Regions from separate parts of the Gossypium hirsutum genome. Here region 1 is linked to region 2. Evidence: chromatin contacts called from public Hi-C data. All regions are on one chromosome and are shown on one strand. Each heading gives the region's core, a stretch centred on a gene start, on an enhancer-like site or on the middle of the called end of the contact. The rest is flanking DNA. Distances are from core to core; before and after follow the strand shown.

What was found. A called contact is a pair of places that touch in the nucleus more often than the background predicts.
Region 1: a contact with region 2 is called in a Hi-C map of leaf, with 2.0 times the contacts expected there. The contact joins the enhancer-like site here to the promoter of LOC107913372 in region 2. A contact is called at or near these places in 5 of 34 Hi-C or Micro-C datasets (callus and leaf).

What each region holds. Positions count from the first base shown.
Region 1 is chrA11:35,679,289-35,681,988 of Gossypium_hirsutum_v2.1, reverse strand. No RefSeq gene overlaps it. Among protein-coding and RNA genes, the nearest start is that of LOC107901618, 9.3 kb to the left of the region's middle. Within about 2 kb of position 1,283, at least 4 of the 9 cell types and tissues checked have an H3K27ac peak or open chromatin away from gene starts, as enhancers often do. A contact at or near this core is called in leaf, where this site is marked.
Region 2 is chrA11:35,309,374-35,312,073 of Gossypium_hirsutum_v2.1, reverse strand. It overlaps LOC107913372 (SUMO-conjugating enzyme SCE1), which reads left to right and starts at 1,400. Exons shown (of 5, transcript XM_016841939.2): 1 at 1,400-1,872; 2 at 1,972-2,055. The coding sequence starts at 1,804.

The DNA.
Region 1 (2,700 bases), core at 34-2,533, 370 kb before region 2:
TCAAAAACAATTTTACGGGATTAGAATTAAATTATATATTTTTACGATAGTAAAAATTATATAATTTCACAATTTTAAAAGCATATATCTTTATAATTTTTAAAAGATTAAATCAAAATTTACTATTTTTGTAAGGGTCTAAGTCCAATTTTACTATTATTAATTTAATATTTTATAAATCATAAAGGGGCTTAAATGAAAAAAAAATCATTTTAAGGAGACTAGACCCCTACCAACCCCCTTAACTCCGTCCTCGATATTAGATTCAATTTCATTAATTTTTCTAACTTGCCAAGCACATCAACTTTATATAGATCATATTCTAATCTAAATCTAAATTAAACTCTACTAAAGAAGTACTCATCTGATGAGGAACACACTCCAGACTTTTATTCTTCTATAAATATCAAGAGAAATAATGACAAACACGGAATAAAAGAAATCAACCATAGGCATCACTGCATTCCTAAACCTCCATTTTCATAACTTTCTACTATGTAAATCACCACCAAAGTCTACCCCCAAAATTGTGTAACTTAATTGTTTTATAGCAAATATATTATAAGGAGATGTATTAGTGGTTTATTATTGTGTTTTTTTATTATGAAAAAATGGTGACCTCGTATTTGGTTCTAAGTTAGAAGAAATCAAGGTATTTTATTTTATTTGCATTTGAAACATCGACCTAACTTTAACTGAAAGTTCTTGAATTCTTCCTTTTTTTTTCACTCTAATTCCAACTTTTGCTCCTAAAAGTCCAAACTATCCTACTCTCTTTCTTTGGACATTTCAAATCAAAACTTCACGTTTTTAAATATTGCTGGTCCATTTGCAATAGGATATTATATACACATCAATCAAATCCAGATTCATGGCAACCCTAACTACCACTCTTTATGTTTACAATTAAGTTTAGAATGTTCAACTTGTCTTTTATTTATAAAACTTTTACATCTTGATTAACTCCTTTGTTTTTAATAAATTACATTGGGTCAAGTTTAAATAACAAATGTAACTAATATTATTTGAATTCAAGTCACATTTAAGGTAATAAACATTTTTAACTATTAAGTTATCACATAGAGTTTAATTTTATGTATTTTTAAATAATTGTAAGGGAAACAAAATTAAAATTTGATACTAAAATATAATAGAATTGGTGTATCATATTTGACGTGAAATAAAAATTTAGAAGAATTGTGTGGATGAGAAAGTCAAGAAATTAGGCAGGTGAAAGGAGCACGCCTTCTCTTTGGCTTTGGTCGCTGCTGCCTTTCCGTCTTTGACTTTTGGCAGTCTGCTCTGCTCCATGGAAGCCGCACTCTGTTCTTTTTCTATATCTTCCCACGTGCCTCTATTCAACCTCAATTATATTTTCTTCAATCACGGACACAAACTTCCCATATCTAATCATAATTTTATTTCCCATTTCTATTTAAAATTATAATATTATTACAATGGTTTTAAAAAGTAAGTTTGAATATGCGTAATTCAAGGATAGGAGATAATACCCAATTTATGAGTTAAAAGAAAAGTTACGAGTATATCTGATTATGGATTAGGTTGTGTAATCTGATCTGAAAAATTAGAAAATTTAGATAAAAATATAAATTTAAAAAATAGATTTAAATAAAAAAATATTTATTTTTAAATAAGTCAAACCTTGGATAAAAGGTTTTTTTAACTCGAACTTGAATAAAATAACTATTTTTAATAAAAAAATTATATCCTGCTGTTTTTGTTGCTATTTTTGCTTTTATTTTTATTATTTGGGTGTTGTTGTTTTTTTTTTGTGTTTTTACTATTGTTTCATTGTGGTTTTTAATTTTATTTCGCTATTGTTTTTAATATCATTTGAATATTGTAGAACTTATGTTGTATTAGGAATCTTGTTACTATTTCCGTTGTAATTATCTTAGTATAAATATTTTTTTATGTATTTTTAATTTTTAATTTTTTATTATTTTAATATTTGTTTTAATCTTTTTAAGTGTATTTGATATATTATATATTTTTTAAAATTTGTTGTATATAATAAAATAATCAAAAAAAATTAATATGAGCTTAAGTTTGGCTTCTGTAATTTAAGTCGGGCCTGGACAAAGTTTTAGGTCTATTTTTTTTTCAAATTGAGTCTAGGCCTAAAAACAACCCAAAAATTTAGTTGAGACTTGACTCCGCTCACGATCAACTCTAGCTATGAGTTATTCTAAACATTGCATAAAAAATAACATATATAATTAGAATCTATAATAAATTTATTTTAAAAAATTATTTATTTTTCTTCTCTTTCGTATTAAAACTTTTTCATAAAAGATAAAATCAAATATAAATATTTTTTGATGTTGAATCCAACATACCAAGCAGAATGGAATAAATTGGTTGAAAGCTAAATCAATAGTCGCAGTTAACCAAATTTGATGTGATTGAATGATTGCAAGGATCAAATCTGTTTATTCAAAACTTGATGAGATAATAATTTGACCTGACCGTTAATGGACTAATTTCTTTAAGTGAATTTTTCACTTGTAATTTGTTAAAACGTAATAAATAAATAAATAAATAAATAAATGTTTTACTAAAAACAAATCCATGACGTGATCAATTGAGCAGTGTTAGTGTATCTCTTACTTACAATGAAAATATGCCCCCAATATCTCTATTTTTGTTTCTTCTTCATTTACCCCACCAGATGAGATT
Region 2 (2,700 bases), core at 151-2,650:
GGTTTCACACGGTTTGAGACATGTCCTGCGACACAGTCGTGTAACCCAACTTCGAATATACACACGGTTGAGCACAAAATCTGCGACATGACTGTGTGACCCTATTTCGAATAACCAAATGGGCGGGTATACGAGTTGGGACATGGTTGTGTCCAGACTTCGAACGTCCACACTGTCTAGACTATGTCACACTGCCTAGCCACACTGCCGTGTGACCCCTGTTTCCAAAATTTTCATATTTTTCCAAAATTTTCTAATTTATTTCAAATTGATCCCTAATTGTTCGCAAATTATTTTTAGGGCCCGAAGGCTCGATTTAAGGCCTAAATGTGTATGTTGCTACGATTAAGATGAGATGTTGGAATTTATACATAAATTGAATAATTACTTTTGTTTTGAAATTAAAGGTTCTGCTATTGTACCGTAATGCTCCATAACCATAATCCGACAATAGAGATAGATTTAGGGTGTTACAATTTCATTTGTTGAAAGACTTTATCATTATACTTTAAGAAAGTTTGAAGCTATTGAGAAGTTGTACTATGAAGAGTTTTATGGGACTCAAAATAAGCTATTTGTTAAAATCAACTATTAAATTGAAGATAAAATCTTATCTGATTTTGACTAGAATGACTCTCGAAGAAGTATAAATAAGTAGGTTAGTCGCACATTGTGACATAGTTTTTAGAGTGTCTTTTTCGATTGCTTTATTGTGTATTCTTTTACTATTTTGTTTGAAGTATTACTTAAAGAGTTTTCAAGATTTTGCATTTGAGGATAATTTGGGAGAGTGATTGTAAAAGTTAGATTCAATATTGAGCTGCAATTATCTATTGTTATAAGGGTAAATTGGTTTTAAGTCAATAGGTAATTCAATTTAATTAGTATATATAACCGTTCCCTGAGCAAGGCTTTACAAAGTAGAATTAATGAATCCGAAGTTGATCTTTATTCTCTCATACTTTACTTATTACTTCACTTTGTCATAAGCTGCTTTGTTATAACAATAATTTAAATATTAAATTGGAGCAACTACAAATAGAAAGCTTTTTCAGATTAAATGAGAGTTAAATATATATAATCCTAAAAAAAAAAGGCTATTTGCGTTTAACAAGCAAGTAAAAATTAAAACATTTTTAATAATTAAATGAGGTTGTTGATAATCATAACACTACCATCTTGGAATTTGGTCAACCAATTAAGTGGTTGGCAATTGAAATTTGAAACAACCTCGGGCTTTAATGGATCCAATAATGGGCTCAAGCTCTATGCGTGGCCCAATAAAAGAAGGCACGTGACTGGCGAGGAGTATAGTGGCGTGGATTTCACGCCGGAATATAATACAACAGCTAATTCATTGACTTTTTTGTATTTAAACTTTTTAAAGCCAAAGATTAATTAATCCAACCTAAATATACATATATCTAAAAGCAACGAAGGTACCCCTTGGGATTGGGACCCACCCCACCAGATCAAATCTTAACCGCACGTTTCTCTCTTGGTCAACTCGGCGCAACGACTCCTCTCTTCATCAAGGGCACAACCGGAAGACCAAAATAATTAATATTTTATTATTTTCTTTTTATTTTAGACGACCAAGAGAAATTGAAAATGGAAAAGTCGATTCCATCAACGCCCTTTTTTTTTTAATATAATTTTCTTTATTATTAAAATTAATCCAAAAAAAAAACAATTATTTAAGAAAGGGGAAGAAAGAACATTTGGGTGAGGGTTTTAGAGAGAGAAAGAGAAGGCCGGAATCTGAAAGACAAGACACAGAGAAAAAGAGAGAGAGAGAGAGAGATGTCGGGAGGAATAGCGCGTGGTCGACTCGCCGAGGAACGTAAGGCATGGAGGAAGAACCATCCCCATGTCCGTGGAGTTTGTTTCCCTGCTCTTGTTTCTTTTTTTCTGGGTTTCATGTTTTAATTTTTTTTTATTTGTTTGATTTTTTTGTTGTTGAAATTTTAGGGTTTTGTTGCGAAACCAGAGACGTTGCCTGATGGAACGGTCAATTTGATGGTGTGGCATTGCACGATCCCTGGTAAAGCAGGAGTAAGTCGAAGAACTTCTATTTAATTTCTGTATTTTTCTTTTTCATTATCGTCGATAAAGTTTAATGGATTCTGCTTGTTGAGTTTGGTTCGTCAATTATTTTCTCTTATTTCTTTGGACGTGGATGCTGTTGTGCTGTTTATAGATTTTAAGATTTTAGGGTTCGTTTCTTCGTTTTGGCCTTAGAGAGGTTTTTTTCCTTTAAAGAGAGAGGGCGCTGCTGATTGATGTAAATGAACCCAAGTTTTATGTGATTTTATTGGGTTAAAACATGGACTAGCAAAGATATTGATAATTCTGGATTAAATTGAGTGCTGTGCTTTCCATATAGGATAATAGGAATATTTCTTTCTATTATGGTGCATATGGTATATGCGTGGTTTGTATGACTAGCTCGCATTCAGAATGCCGAGCCTAAACAAGTTTTTCATATATTTGTGGGTTACATCATATGTTATTTTCTTTTTTATTTTTTCTCGAGAATTTTAGGAAAATGGTGATTGATAGTAAACATGGATGGATATTGAAGACTGTGTGCTGACAATTTAATATGGTTTTTCTTTTTCTTTTGGGTACATAAAAAGGGGAAGGAATAATGGATTTTAGGCTTTTAGAAAGTAAGTTTTCGTTATATTTAAACAATCA